2 separate regions of the Ovis aries genome follow, and region 1 is linked to region 2. A link is a contact called in public Hi-C data. All regions are on one chromosome and are shown on one strand. Each heading gives the region's core, a stretch centred on a gene start, on an enhancer-like site or on the middle of the called end of the contact. The rest is flanking DNA. Distances are from core to core; before and after follow the strand shown. Region 1 has its middle 76 kb from the start of TEX29. Region 2 has its middle 24 kb from the start of ARHGEF7.

Region 1 (3,235 bases), core at 290-2,789, 210 kb before region 2:
GATAAAGACGGATGACAGATATGGACGGATACAGACAGACGGATGACAGAGATGCTCAGAAAGACACGCACTTACACACGCATGCGAGGGAGAGAGAATCGGACAGAGAGGAAGCGGCTGTGCCCGCGGCCACTGTTGAGTCTAGGAGAAGCGTATCTAGGCGCCGGTTGTCCACTGTTGGAAGGTTCCAAAGCGCCCGGGAGAAAGCAAGCTGAGGGCGGCAGCGCCCCGGGTCCTGCCCGCGGCTGTCCCGCCCTGCCCACTGCTCCGCTGGGCCGGCGGGCCCAGGGCCGCAGCCGCTGCCCCCAGACCTCGGGCTCTCGGGGGCGCGGTCCCCCTGGAGGGGGCACCTCAGCCTCGGTTCCCAGGAGCACCTGCCGCCTCCCGGGCCTCTTCCCGAGACGACGTGAACCGTCCACGACTCGGCCCGCGGGGCGCCGGCGCAGAGGAAGGCCCGCCTCGCACGGGGAGCCCACCCTCGCCTCACCCGCGGGCGAAAGCGCCCGCACCTCCCGTCTCCAGAAGCAAGAAAGCCTCTCCAGACGTCCGTGCTGCCGTCACGCGCGCGCTCCCCGTGTGCCCTCACGTGCGTGTTCCCCGTGTGCCCCCCGCGCGCGCTCCCCGTGTGCCCTCACTCGAGTTCCCCGTGTGCCCTCAGGCACGCTCCCCGTGTGCCCTCACGCGCGCTCCCCGTGTGCCCTCACGCGCGTGTTCCCCGTGTGCCCTCACGCGCGCTCCCCGTGTGCCCTCACGCGCGTGTTCCCCGTGTGCCCTCACGCGCGCTCCCCGTGTGCCCTCACGCGCGCTCCCCGTGTGCCCTCACGCGCGTGTTCCCCGTGTGCCCTCAGGCGCGTTCCCCTGTGCCCTCACGCACGTTTCCCGCGTGCCCCCCGCGCGCCCCCCGCGTGCCCCCCGGCGCGGTCCTGAGCAGGGCGCACACTGCGCCGTCCCCCCGCGTGCCCCCCGCGCGCGCTCCCCGCGTGCCCCCCGCGCGCGCCCCCCGCGTGCCCCCCGGCGCGGTCCTGAGCAGGGCGCACACTGCGCCCTCCCCCCGCGTGCCCCCCGCGCGCTCCCCGCGTGCCCCCCGCGCGCCCCCCGCGTGCCCCCCGGCGCGGTCCTGAGCAGGGCGCACACTGCGCCGTCCCCCCGCGCGCGCTCCCCGCGTGCCCCCCGCGCGCGCTCCCCGCGTGCCCCCCGGCGCGGTCCTGAGCAGGGCGCACACTGCGCCGTCCCCCCGCGTGCCCCCCGCGCGCTCCCCGCGTGCCCCCCGGCGCGGTCCTGAGCAGGGCGCACACTGCGCCGTCCCCCCGCGTGCCCCCCGCGCGCTCCCCGCGTGCCCCCCGGCGCGGTCCTGAGCAGGGCGCACACTGCGCCGTCCCCCCGCGCGCCGGGCGCGGCCTGCTCTCGGGGCGGCGGCTGAGCGCCTGCCGGGCCCGCGGCCCGTCGCCAGAGGGCGCGCCCCGCCCGGTCCTGCGCGCCGGCCCGCCTCCGCCCGCGCGGCTTTCGGGCGGCTCCTCAGGAAAGCGGCCCGAGAAGAGCCGGGCGCTCTGCCTGGCGGCTTGGGCCGCCTCCGGCCGAGCCCAGTCGGGAGAGCCCGCCTAGGAGCCGCCCTCCCCAGGCCACGCTGGGCGCCCCCTGCCCGCGGCCAGGACGCGGCTCCCGAGGCTCATCCCCCAGACGGGAGCGGCCAGGGCCCGGACACCGGCGTCCACCCGAAACACGGGGCTGCGGGCGGCGGCCAGCGCCCCACCCGCCCGCGACGCCGCTCCTCTCTGCCGCTGTCTCTGTCTCTCTGTCTCTCTCTGTGTCTCTCTGTCTCTCTCATGTCTCTGTCTCTGTGTCTCTGTGTCTCTCTGTCTCTGTCTCCATCTCTGTCTCCATCTCTCTCATGTCTCTCTCCGTCTCTGTCTCTCTCATGTCTCTGTCTCTCTCACATCTCTCTGTCTCTCTGTCTCTCTCTGTCTCATGTCTCTCTCATATCTCTCTCCGTCTCTGTCTCTCTCACATCTCTCTCTGTGTCTCTGTCTCTGTCTCTCTCTCACACACACCATCTCTTTTCTCTTTAAACATCTGTGAGTTATTTCACCAAAGAGCACAGGCAGAAAGCAGAGCGCGCAGGGCGCTTCCCTTCCTCCTGTTCCCTGTCGCTTTTTGCCCCCTGCTCCATGTATGAATGGAGCGTTTTTTCCCCAGTAGAATTCACCGAGCTTGGACATCTTGCTTGTCTGTGGCCTGTTTGTGGCCCTGATAGGAAAATCTGGGTTCCGAAGCCTGCATGGTTTCTACAGTTGGTCATTTAAAATGTCCTATAAATAAAATGAACCCCAGAAAGTAATACCTCTGTTAACATCTTTGCGAGTGCGTGGCTGGCTGGCCTGTGGATACAGGAGGGTCTTCAGAGGCTGCGGTGGTCCTGCCCCCTCACCCTGCCCCACCTGGAATCCTCTGTGATCCGCCAACTGGCCCCTCCCCCAAAGCTCACTTGGGAGCCTGAGAAAGGGGCCCGAGCTTAGATCAAAGCTGGTTACTCAGCTCCATCCTCTGAGAAAAAATGTACCAACCACCTGCGCTGACAGGTGCCGACCGATATCAGACCTCCTCCCAACGGGTGCCCCCTGCAGACCACCGCCATATTCCTCTGCCGCTCACCAGCGGGAGGGCCCAGGCCACGCAGGCCCCTGAACTGGCAATGCAGGCAAACAGCCTCTAACGATCCCGCCATCCGCTGGCCCCTGGGACCTTCCCAGGCAAACCTGCACCCAGGGGGTCATAGCAGCCCGTGCTGGGGTCTGGGGGCAGCTCTGCCAGGGCTGTGTCCACAGCGAGCCAGAACCAGAAGGACGGGGGCTCAGGACGCCTTCTTTCCTGACTCCAAGCCCTGAGAGTGTGATTCCACAGATACACAAGGTCAAGAGTCAAACCCAGGAACCACAGTATTCCCGGTAGCGCTGGTTCAGCAAACGCCCTGGCCCGCACTAAGTCTGAACACTTACATGTGCAAAGCCAGGTCCAGACCAGACTACAAACACCCCGCCCTGCAGTAAGTCCAAACACTTGCATGTACAAAGGCTGATCCCAGCTCGCTCAGCAAGGTCGCCCTCGTCTGCTCCCAAGTCACCAGCTGCCGACCTGAGTGTGGCGGCGGGGCTGGGCCTCCACTCCTGGCTCCCACGCGCCTCTGGGCCGGACCAGGAGGATGAAGCCAGACCCCAGGGAAACCCACCGTCCAGGGAGG
Region 2 (3,257 bases), core at 645-3,144:
AATAGAAAACCCATTAGACCAGCGTCTAACAAGCAGCAAGAGTGTGCAGTCTTTCTGTGAGATAGTGTATCACGCACACACTGTCACGGAAGCGTTTGCGAATCACCCAGAAGATTTGGTTTCTGTTCAGCCCCCATTACCCCTGTCTGACTTAGAGTTAACATTCCCTATAACGGGTCACTTTCGACCAGAAGTTCAGCCTCTTCTGTAAGTTTAATTTCCTGAGGAAGCTTTTTTCAACATTTGTGGGCAAGGGCGAGATGCATGAATCCAAATGGATTTGGCTGGGACGGCATATTTCAGCCAAAAATTACTTCAGGGTACAACATGAAGCAAATTTTTGCCAGAAGATGGAGTCACTTCACCAGCCAATGTGATCTTAACACACCTGCGTCCCAGCCGAGGCCAGCAACCTAGACTCCAGGTAGCTGGTTGATCTGTACACTCTTGTCCTTCTCGGAAGAGCTCAAGTTTCAAATGCGAATGTCAGTCATCAGCTGTGATCACGCCTGCCCAGGAGCTGCGGTTTTCCCTGCAAGGTGTCTCCAAGGAATTCTGAAAGCAAACAGGCGTGGAGACCCGTCAGGCCCACGGCTGCCCTGTCCAAGCTCTAGCACTTCCCCGTCAATGAGAGAAAACGAGCCCGACTGCCTCAGGCGGCAGAGAGCCCTGGACAGTCAGCAGGGGTGGAGCCAGAGGGCTGGCTGCCTTGCTGGGTGCTCAAGGCAGAGCCACAGGTGTGCTGTGGAGGTGGGCACCTGCCCACGGAGCTTCACCTGCACAGTAGGACGGTGAGGTCTACAGCAGCGCCCACCCCTCCACGACCGGTGAGCTTCCAGAGTGCTCAGAGGCTGCGTTGGCAAGATGTACCGAAGCTGGCCCCTTCCAGGGCTCCGTGCCCAGTTGCCTCAGTCATGTCTGACTCTTTGCCACCCCATGGACTGTACCCTGCCAGGCTCCTCTGTCCATGGGTTTCCCAGACAAGACTACTGGAGTGGGTTGCCATGCCCTTCTCCAGGGGATCTTCCCAACCCAGGCGTCAAACCCGCATCTCCTGCATTGGCGGGCGGGTTCTGTGCTACTGAGCCACCAGGGAGGCCCCAAAGGGGATTCGGGGTAGACAGACTGCAGGATGGCTTCCCAACAAACAGGCGAGGCCACACCAGGCGGGCTAGGTCTCTGCTGTGGTGAGTAGAGGCTAGCGACGCCACTACACCCCACGGCCCAGGGCAGCCCCACAACGGAGAACGTCCTGGCAGAAAACAGTCAAGAGACTCTGTCTTCAAAAGTTCAGAGGCTGAGAGATAATTTATACCAGAACTTGAAGCAAACAGCTCATTTGCAACACTTAAGCAAAGAAAATCCTCCTCGTTCAAAACGATCCCAAAGGACAAAAAGCTGTAGATCACCCAGTAGGTGCCCATCTTGCGGAGAGCTTGAGGGGCGAGGGGCCGTTTCCTAGCTGTTGGCTTGAGGACAGGAGTCAGATTCGTCGACCGACACTCTGTGAAACGCCTTGGGAAGAATGTGCGCTGATTAGTGTGGGGACGAAAGAATGTTCTTGAACGTTCTCACTCTTAGTCACATGGGCTGGCCTCTCACTTCCTACTGGCTCAGGACAGGAGGCAGAGCTGACAGGGACCAGGAAATGCTTCCAGGCAGACAGGGCCCTGCCCAGGTTTTTCTTCTTCCGGTTCCCACCAAAATCAGTCACCTCCAAGATGCCAGTATGATGGCTTTGGAGCCAGATTCTTACAGTGGAAAAAACCTTAAATCAGCTCTAAGGGTGGATTAGTAAACTTCCAAGTATGTTGGAATCGGGAATCATAGCTTTAATACAGATTGTGACTCAGTATTATGACTCACCCCTGATGGAGAAAGCATTCTTGTGGAACAGATTGTTGGAAGGAGTTCTGAGGCTGGGTGGGCCCTGTGGATCCGTGAATGAGGACCTCACACAGAATGGGGGGTGGCGACTGGGGGAGGGGTGCCCCTCTTCCCTGTCCCTCAGGAGGGGGACCTCAGGCTGCAGTGACCAGCCCAGGGCTCTCTGCAGAGCCACCCTGCAGGACACACCTCAAGACAAGGTTTCCAAGAGGGGCAGGAGGGAGCACCAGACCCAACAGCCCACCGAGGGTCGCATGACACGTGAGCGCTCCTGTGGCTGGAGGAGTTGGGCCTGACGCCCAAGGTCGTGGGCCCTGAGGTTTTACACAGAGAACAGCCGCCCGCCGACCGTGTCCTTATTTCTGCCTTGCCTCCTTTATTAGTTACCTAAGGCCGTCGTGATGAGATGGTCGGATGGCTTCACCAACTCAGTGGACACGACCTTGAGCAAAGTCCGGGAGGCAGTGAAGGACAGGGGGGCCTGGCTGCCGCAGGCCATGTGGCTGCAGAGAGTCAGACATGCCTGAGCAACAGCAGCAGCAAAGGCGGCCACAGCGAAGAACCAGAGCCCGGGTGACTTCACACGGCAGAGGTGTGTCCCCCGACAGGTCTGGAGCTCAGAAGTCCGAGATCACGGCGTGCTGCGCGCCCCTGCGGTCTTGGGGCAGGGCTCCTCCCGCTCCCCCAGCTCCCAGGCCCAGGCTTCCGAGGACGGAGGCCACGTCACCCTCGCTCGGCTGCTGGGAGCCAGTGTGAGGAATCCCGCCCGTGACAAGGTCATGAGGAAGGAAGCTGACATACACAAGGCGTGCTCAGACTTCAGGGACCCTCTGGAAATTCCTAAGCATGTACCCCAACAAAAATCTGCCGGCTTTTGTGCTCTGCTTTTTCACTCTTCTGATATTTTCTGGAAAAAGTCAATTCAGGGCTTTAGTCTTCTGCATTTAAAAGAGTGTTTCAATCCAAAAAACCCTCTGATGGCTTTCTAGCCTGCCTGCAGGACTCGTACAGCTGCGCGTGTGATTGTTTGAGGCCTCCTGACCGCAGGGGGCACAGGAAGCTTAAAACATCCTAGGAATGTAGGGGCTTCTAAAGAGTCAAAATCATTAGAATAGGACTGATTAAAAGTTTCATTTGTTGAGTCAATATTTGCTGCCAAATTTTCACATCCTTTAGTTGTAGATATAGTTAGAAAAACAAGAAGTAGACCTTGTGTTAGCAACATTAGATCTTTGAGTTAAGTACCCTCTTTGTTGTGTCCCACTGCACCTTTGTTCTATAGAGATGTAACTTTAATGTTAATGCTTTAAGGAGGTGTAGATTAAAGAAAAACACTTCAGGGGAAACAAGATTAACATTCATTAAGGAAG

What was found. Hi-C and Micro-C count contacts between places; a contact is called where the count stands out from the background.
Region 1: a Hi-C map of tail adipose tissue shows a contact between it and region 2, with 4 times the contacts expected there. The contact joins two enhancer-like sites. A contact is called at or near these places in 4 of 16 Hi-C or Micro-C datasets (liver, mixed tissues, muscle and 1 more).

The regions. Positions count from the first base shown.
Region 1 is chr10:84,974,730-84,977,964 of ARS-UI_Ramb_v3.0, reverse strand. No RefSeq gene overlaps it. Among named protein-coding and RNA genes, the nearest start is that of TEX29, 76 kb to the right of the region's middle. Within about 2 kb of position 1,539, at least 2 of the 54 cell types and tissues checked have an H3K27ac peak or open chromatin away from gene starts, as enhancers often do. A contact at or near this core is called in tail adipose tissue, where this site is marked.
Region 2 is chr10:84,767,793-84,771,049 of ARS-UI_Ramb_v3.0, reverse strand. No RefSeq gene overlaps it. Among named protein-coding and RNA genes, the nearest start is that of ARHGEF7, 24 kb to the left of the region's middle. Within about 2 kb of position 1,894, at least 12 of the 54 cell types and tissues checked have an H3K27ac peak or open chromatin away from gene starts, as enhancers often do. A contact at or near this core is called in tail adipose tissue, where this site is marked.